2 separate regions of the Mus musculus genome follow, and region 2 is linked to region 1. Evidence: chromatin contacts called from public ChIA-PET data. All regions are on one chromosome and are shown on one strand. The core of a region is the stretch at or near the end of the contact, and the rest is flanking DNA. Distances in the headings are between cores, read along the strand shown. Region 1 has its middle 56 kb from the start of Rbbp6. Region 2 overlaps Gm39083 (a long non-coding RNA gene).

Region 1 (4,507 bases), core at 1,833-4,332:
TCTCAGCTTCTCTACCTGTAGGACGTGGCTCCTCATGCTCTCGACATCCCTCTGAAGAACCTGACTAACAACCTCAGAAAACATCAAAAGTTTACCTGAATTCTGGGTCAAAAAAACCCCAAAACCCAAAAACAAACAAAAAACCTTCCATGATGAGGCTGGAGAGGTGGCTCAGTGGTTAAAGCACTGAGTGCTCTTCCTGAGGTCTTGAGTTCAATTCCTAGCAACCACATGGTGGTTCACAACCATCTATAATGGGATCCAATGCCCTCTTCTGGTGAGTCTGTAGACAACAACAATGTACTCAGACATGTAAAATAAATAACTAAATCTTTTTTTAAATCTTCCATGATTATTAATAACCAAGTGGGTTTGTTTGATGCTTGAATATATACTACTTTTATAACCCAGACATAACAAAAATAAGGAATGGGGGCTGGGGAGATGGCTCAGTGGTTAGCAGCACTGGCTGCTCTTCCAGATGACCCTGGTTCAGTTCCCAACACACACACAGTGGTCACAATCATAGGTGACTCCAGTTCAAGGAGATCCAATCCCATGGGTATTGGTCACACACGTGCTGCGCAGGTCATACATGCAGGCAAAACACTAATACACATACCATAAAACAAATAAATGTAAAATATTTTAATGAGGAATAATCTTTACCAATTATACACGCATAGAAGATTACTATCTAAGATATAGAAAGAACTAAAAACAACTACCAACAGCAGCAGCAGAAACAGCAGCAGCAACAACAACAACAGCAACAGCAACAACAACAATAACAACAACAAAATCCAACCAACCAAACAAACAAACAAACAAAAAAAATCTCTGGACATCAAGAAACAAAATAACACAATTAAAAAATGTTTACAAATCTAAACAGAATTCTCAAAAGATGAAACACAATTTGCCAAGAAACATATAAAGAAATGTTTAACATTCTTAGTCATTAGTGAAATGCAAACCAAAACTACTTTAAGATTTCATAGTACACCAGTCAGAACGGCCAAGATCAACAAAACAAATGACAGCCCATGCTGGCAAGGATGTGGGGTAAGGGGGACACCTGACCTTTGCTGGTAGGAGTGCAAACTTGTACAGCCACAATGTAGATAATTGTGGTGGTGGAAGCTGGGAATAGCTCTACCTCAAAAGCCAGCTACACCACTCCTGGGCACATACTCAAAGGACTCTGTATCTTGCTACAGCGGCACTTGCTCAACCATATTCATTGTGGCTCTGCTCATCATAGTCAGAACTTGCAAACCGCCTAAATATCCGTGAATGGATAAATGGGTAAGGAGAATATAGGACATTTACACAACGTAACATCATGAGAGTCTCAGGTAAATGGGTGGAGCTTGAAAAAAGTCATCCGGAGTAACCTAGATCAAAAACTACAAATATGCTGGGCGATGGTGGTGCACACCTTTAATCCCAGCGCTTAGGAGGCAGAGGTAGGCGGATTTCTGAGTTTGAGGCCAGCCTGGTCTACAAAGTGAGTTCCAGGGCAGCCAGGGCTATACAGAGAAACCCTGCCTTGAAAACAAACAAACAAACAAACAAAAACAAAAAAAGAAAACCCTACAAATATGGTATATATTTGCTTATATGTAGATGAGGGCTGCTAAGTCTTGGATAAGCAGGCTACAATCCATATGACCACAGAGATTATGTCTAGCACTGGGGTGTGTGTGTGAGGGATGCTTCCTGGGGAGGGGAAATAGAATAGATAGAGGTGGGGGAGGGGGCACTGGAATGGGAGAATCAAACAAGAGAGGGAAGGACGAGGGGCAAGGGAGGGTATATGGAGAGGGACAGTTAAAATTAAGGGACATTCGAGGGCTCCTGTAGAAACCTAGCACAGTAGAGGCTTCTTAAAATATATGCATATATGAAAGAAATCTAAGCAATGAGGGAGAAAAGCTGCATCCAGATATCTCTTGCCTTCCACTGAAAGCCCCAGGCCCAGGAATGGGTTACATCTAATCATGTCGTTGGCCAAAGGGGCTCCATGAAACCCCCTAACAACACAGGCTACCACCAAGCCTATTGGTTTCTCCCCACAAACTGATGAAGCCCTCCTACTGAAGGTGATAGCTATATAACTCACTCAGCACAGAGAAGTCGAGCTGCTGTCTACCCAGAGCCTTTGCCCCTACTGACTAATGTTCAAGCTACTGGAGATACTCTGAACACTGCAAAAATAAATGGCAACTCAGCTATAAGCCTTTCGATCTTATTTTATCATTTTTTTAAATGCCTGTTTGTTTTTTAATGAGAGAGAACAACAAAGGGTATGGATTTGGGTGAGTGGAGAGGTACAGAAGATCTGGGAGGAGTTAAGGGAGAGAAAATCTAGAAGAAAAAGAAGGAGAAGGAGGAGGAGGAGAAGGAAGAGGAGGAGGAGGAGAGGAGGAAGAGGAAGAGGGAAGGAGGAAGAGGAGAAGGGGATGAGGAAGAGGAGGAGGGGGTTGAGGAGGGGAGGAGGGGGAGGAGGAGGAGGAGGAGAGGAGGGGGTGAAGGAGGAGGGGGAGGAGGAGGAGGAGGAGGAGGAGGAGGCGGCAGCAGCTTCTTGCAGAAGAGCTGGGTTTGATTCCCAGCACCTACGTGGTGGCTCACAACCATCCATAACTGCAGTTCCAGGGGAGCTGATGCTCTTTTCTAACCTCCAGGGGCACCAGGCACACACACAGTGTCACACATATATGCAGGCAGAACACTCATATACATAAAATAAAATATGTAAATTTGAAGAAGGAGGAAGAGGAGGAGGAAGGGCTGAGGCTCAGCTGATACACTGTTGAGCTAGATTATACAAAGCCCTGGGTTCCATCTTCAGCATTGCACAAACTGGTGGAAGTGGTACTTGTCTGTAATCTCAGGTTGGGATTGGAGGCAAGGGCATTAGAAGTTTCATGTTATCCTCTGATACTTAGTGCGTTTGAAGCCATCCTGGACTACATGAGACTTTGCTTCACAGTAACAAGAACCCCCAAAACCTAAGGATTCATCAAAACGAAACTGAAAATGCCTACCATCCGGTCTCAGATACAGGCAAGAAAGCAGAAAGTGTAACCTGGCAACGCTGACCGCTGACCGCTCAGGCAGAGGAGTCGTTTCGCTTTCCAGGCTCTTGACCTGGGTTTCCACAGAAAAGGCTGGGCCAGCCTGCATCGAGAAGGAGACCCTGTCTCAAAAAACAAGCAAACAAAACAAGAAAAAGGAAACCCACAACAACAAAGAAGTAGAAGCAATGGCAAAAAAAAAAAAAAAAAAAAGAATTATAAAAGAGCGAAGGAAAGTACCCCACAGAAGACGCACAGAGAGAAGGGAAGACTGGGACGTGAATGGAGAATCTGTGGGCTCCAGGCAAGCTCAAGGAGCCCAGGGCAGGGAGGGAAATGGAGAAAACATGGTCATGAGCTATGCCTGAAAAGCTCCCAGATCTCAGATGAAAACCATAGACACACAGGGTTTAAAAGGCTGAACAGACAGCAAGCACAAGAAACAAAACAAAAACATGTAACAAACGGTTACATGTAACAAAGCCGACGAGTATGGTGCTGCAGGCCCTGCCACCCCAGCATTTGGGAAGGGACGGCAGGAGGAATGTGTGCTCAGGGCAAGGCCAGCCTAGGCTCCATAAGAGAATCTCAGGGTGTGCGGAGCTATTAGACTGTCCCAAGGGGTCGGTCGGAGTGGGGCAATATGGGGTAGTCATTAAAAAAAAAAAGCAAGGTGGCCATGGTGACGCACACCTTTAATGCCAGAACTTAGGAAGTAAGGCAGGCAGGAAGATCTCTGTGAGTTCATGTGTCTAGGCCAGCCAGGGCTATGAGACCCTATTTCAAAACAAAGCAAAAACCAAACAAAACCTATATAATTCCAAGTTTTGATTTTAAGGATTAGAGAAAGTTAAACACACAGCTCCAACAGACCCAGTAATTCTGAATACAAGTATTTACCTAGATGAAATGGAAACATCTGTTTATGCCAGATTTATACAGGAGTACTCACAGCAGCATTATCCCAAGAGGAAAAGGCAAAACACCTCAAATGTCCATCATCTAATGACTGGATCAGCAAGATGTGGAATATGCATACAACTGGAGAAAGAAATTCAACAGTGATGCAGGTGTCAGCGTGGAGGAACATTTTTAAAAACTGTACTAAGTGACTAAAATATATGTTGTGTAAATATATTTATGGGAACAGCAGCATCTTAGGAATTCTATGGGGCCGGGGATGTGGAATGGGGTGGGGAGAGGCAGGGGGATAGAGGACAGAAAACCAGAGGGAAGGGCTTTTCTTTTGGAAGGATGTACAGAGATCGATGGAACAGAAAACTAAACACTAGCATCAATGAAAACACAAGCTGTTATCTATACTCAAATGAAAACTGTAAGCCTTTAAGCCAGGTGAGGAAGGAGATGGGGGCAAGTGACCAACATTAGCAATGACAGATGCACTGAACACCAGAGCACACAGTATC
Region 2 (4,044 bases), core at 773-3,272, 85 kb after region 1:
ACTTACTAGCGTGTGGATATTGAAGTGTCTCAACTTCACTGAAGGCGAAGTTCTTCCCCTTACTGCGTTGTCTTGATACACTTGTGAAAATCACGTTACCGAGGGGCTGGAGCAATGCCTCGTCAGGTAAGAGCACTGATGGCTCTTCCAGAGGATGCAGATTCTTTTATCAGCACTCACATGGCAGCGCACAGCCATCTCTAACTCCAGTCTCAGGGACTCTGACGCCCTCTTCTGGCCCCTGTAGACACTACATGCATGAGGTGCACAAACATGCATGAAGGGGGGAAAAAAAAACCAAACCAAACCAAAACCCATACACGTAAAATAAAAATAAATAAACCTGGAGACAAGATTTTCAAAAAAAAGAATGTTGCCTCACCAGGATGCATGGATTAACCTCTAGATTTTTGAATCCTGGTCCACGTTTTATTATCTATCTTTATATCAGTGTCCCTTGAGTGAGTTTTAAAAACAACAAACTTCGATTCCTTAAACTCAACTTTTGCTTTGTTTCTTCTTTTGACCTGGTCTCAGGTAGCTCAGGTTGGCCCCATACTCCCTCTCTCTAACTCTATTCTTATATATTTATAAGTAAAGATCACTTGGATCCTGACCCTCCTGTTTCCATCTCCGGAGTCTTGGTGTTCCAGATTTGAGCCACCATGTTCTGTTTGAGGGTTTTCTTTGTAAAGAATTCAGTTACTCGGGGGCTCTTCTCATTCCATGTGAGTTTTAGAGTCAAGTTTCCCACATTTGTCAAAAAAAAAGTTGTGGAGGGGCTGGTGTGACGGCCCAGTGGGTACTCTGCTTGTTCAGCAAGCGTGAAGGCTGGGGTTTGGACTCCCCCAGCACACACATCAATACCACATGGGCTTGATGACCAGTTTATAACCCCAGCACTGGGGAGTCCCCAGAGCAGGCAAGTCCGGGGTCAAGTGAGACACTGCCTGGATTGAGGAGCTGGAGAGTGACTGGCACCCGTTCTATGTGCACCAACGAATGCACGTGCCTCTGTACAGGTGAGAAAAACACACTCACAGTCCACTCACACAAATATGTACAGAAAAAGGTTGTTGGGCTTTTTGTACCTATTGCATGCTTGGGTAGCCCTGTCGTGTTTTCTGTTTCACTAATGCCAGCCTTGTTTAATTTATCTCACTGACATATTAGAGTTTTCAGTGGCCGATTTTCATACCTCCTGGGTTAAATTTGTTCCAAAGTGTTGTATTCAATTTGATGCTATTATAAGTGGAATTGTTTTCCTAATTGAGTTTTCAGGTTACCCGGTGCTGATGTATGGAAACACAGCTGACTGCGTTTGTGTGTCCTGCTGCTACCGCGTACACTTGCTGAATTTATTAGCACTAATAGTTTCTGTGGTGTGGGAATTTGCAGGATTTCCTACAGCGAGGTCACTAATGTCTAAAAATGATGATACATTTATGTAAATGAATTATTTATTCCAGCTAGCCCGAATAAAAGGTACAAAATCCTGATAATTTACAAGCTCTAAGCCCAGATTGGGCAGGCTGTGAGCTATTCTAACTTAAATCCCAGTCAAATGTCCCTTGTTCCTTGCTGTTTGAGTCTCAGTCCCGGATATCTCTGTCCCATCCGCCTGTCCTCAGGCTCCACCTCCCTCATGGCAACCTTCCCCTCTCTCTACCTCCTTTCTCCTCCTCCTTCTGGTCTCTCCTGAAACCCCTCACTCGATCCTCAAGTCCTGCTTGTCTCTCTATTGCCCAGTCACAGGCTCTAGCCTTTTATTAATCAAATAATATTAAAGTAGGGAGCAAGGTTTACATAGAGTAAAAAAAAAAGTTTACTTGTTGAATGTGAGGATCTGCTTGCCTTGGGCAACTAGATCTTGGGGGTAGTATTTAACATTTAAAAGCCTACCAGCCTCAGACCAACCCCCGACACATTTACACTTTCGCTTTCAGTCGGATGCTATGAGTGGTAGAACAAGAGAGGCTCAGATGAATAGCAATTGCAGGAGCTGGTGTGCTTATCCTTTGACTGCTAAACATCCTGCTGGGTGTGGTATTCACGAAGGTTGGTCCCGTGCTTTGTACCAATCAGAAAGAGCTCGTGGAGTTTCCCCTCTGTTAACGTCTTGCGTTGCATTTTAGTTTTTGGTTTTTAAGGAGGTCAGAAATTAAGATTTAACCGTTTCCTCTTGCCTTTCCCTGCTGACAATTGAGTCGCCTGATGCAGTTAGGGTTAGAAATTTCATGGCCTCGATCAAATGAGATACCAGGAATCCTTCATGGCGCTGCTGCTTTCTGATGTGGCAAAGTAGGGTAGGTATATTGACAGTGGCTGGAGGTGGGCTGAAGCCAAGGAGACCCTGGAAAGTTCCCACACAGACAGCCATCTTCTACCTCCTTCCTGTGACCAGGAAGGAATTCAAGAGAAGACTATAGATCTCCTTTGGTTTAGGTTGCTGAAAGGACAAATTAAAGACATCTTTAAAACTAATTGCATCATCATCATCATCATCACCATCATCATCATCTGTGTGTGTGTGTGTGTGTGTGTGTGTTAATCCAAAGAACCACTACTATGGGACAGAGACACGGAGGCACCAGGAGGGAGAGAGGCCCATTAGGAAGGTTACCGAGCAGGTCATTGTTGGGGCAACTGGGTTCCAAACACCACAGAGAAACCTGGGGAGAAAGTAAGGAAAATGCCGTTCAGAGTTGTCTTGTATACAACTATATCTACATCTATGTCTCTATAGGGAGGTGTTGACACAATGGCTGCTTTTATTATAGACTGGTTTTATTTTATTTATTATTACCACTACTCTCTCTCTCTCTGTGTGTGTGTGTGTGTGTGTGTGTGTGTGTGTGTGTGTGTGTGTGTGCGTGAGAGAGAGAGAGAGAGAGAGAGAGAGAGAGAGAGAATATCTCATGGAAGTGCTGAGATTACAGATGTGAGCCACTGTATCTAGTTTTCTGAGTTCTAGGGATTGAGTCCAGGCTGTGTGGCAGGTACTTTTACACACTAAACTAAACCACCAGTTAATGACTCTTTTAAGACATGTTTTAAAGAAGCTAATCGTTTAAGACAGTATAACAAATAAGGGTTTCAAGACATTTTCATACGGATGTGGCATTATACTTCACTGTATTTTATTTCCCACCCCCAGTTCCTTCCTGTCTGCGGCTGGTTCCCTTTCTTTCACTAGGAAGCCCCCACTTCTGCTTTGTTCATGCCTTTTCATGGCTGAAACACATTGGATCATGACAGTACCTTATTAACCCTTGAAGATAGATATTGGACTTGTCTTTACCTTTTTTTTTTAGATTTATTTATTTATTATATGGAAGTACATTATAGCTGTCTTCAGACACTCCAGAAGAGGGAGTCAGATCTCGTTACGGATGGTTGTGAGCCACCATGTGGTTGCTGGGATTTGAACTCTGGACCTTCGGAAGAGCAGTCGGGTGCTCTTACCCACTGAGCCATCTCACCAGCCGTCTTTACCTTTTTGATATCATGAACAATAGATGTTTGGCAGCTGTGAATACTTGTGTGCTTTTTTTTGTGTAGACATGTGTATGAATTTCCCTTAGATATATATAGCCAGGAGCAGAATTTCTGGGTTCTATGGTAACCCCGTGTTTTATAATTTAAGAAACTGTCAAACTTTTCCACAAAGAGGCTGCTCCTTTCTGCATCCCTCCAGCGGCATAAGAAGGCTCCGGTCCAGTTTCTCTCCACGCGCACCAGCACTTACTTGTCTTTCTTCCTGATCACGGCCTCCTGGTGAGGACGGTAAGCCACAGTGGCTTTGATTAGAATGCCCCTAATGACCGGTGATGATGAGCATCTTTTCCTGTGCTCCTTTGCTCTTTTTTGCTTGCCTGGTGCTTTAACCCAGATTTCATGCCTGAGGGCTCTGAGCTTCTGGTGTGAAGCTCAAAGCAGGCTGGATTGCTGTGACTGCCTTTTCACAGGTGAAACTAGCTCAGAACACAGAATTTTTTTAGTAAGTCCTCTCTGCATTAGAAACATCTCCACTCTGTCTTCATT

The links. ChIA-PET counts read pairs in DNA pulled down with a chosen protein or histone mark.
Region 2: an RNA polymerase II ChIA-PET map of memory CD8 T cells shows a contact between it and region 1, with 20 read pairs. The contact joins two enhancer-like sites. A contact is called at or near these places in 3 of 39 promoter capture datasets (liver and stem cell-derived epiblast-like cells), 8 of 484 Hi-C or Micro-C datasets (embryonic stem cells, granulocyte-monocyte progenitors, nephron progenitors and 1 more) and 2 of 115 datasets of contacts at active chromatin or transcription factors (embryonic stem cells and memory CD8 T cells).

What each region holds. Positions count from the first base shown.
Region 1 is chr7:123,023,881-123,028,387 of GRCm38.p6, reverse strand. No RefSeq gene overlaps it. Among named protein-coding and RNA genes, the nearest start is that of Rbbp6, 56 kb to the right of the region's middle. Within about 2 kb of position 3,082, at least 27 of the 459 cell types and tissues checked have an H3K27ac peak or open chromatin away from gene starts, as enhancers often do. A contact at or near this core is called in memory CD8 T cells, where this site is marked.
Region 2 is chr7:122,938,484-122,942,527 of GRCm38.p6, reverse strand. It overlaps Gm39083 (a long non-coding RNA gene), which reads right to left. Exons shown (of 3, transcript XR_869924.1): 2 at 2,624-2,672; 3 at 2,170-2,449. Among named protein-coding and RNA genes, the nearest start is that of Gm39083, 4.7 kb to the right of the region's middle. Within about 2 kb of position 2,022, at least 130 of the 459 cell types and tissues checked have an H3K27ac peak or open chromatin away from gene starts, as enhancers often do. A contact at or near this core is called in memory CD8 T cells, where this site is marked.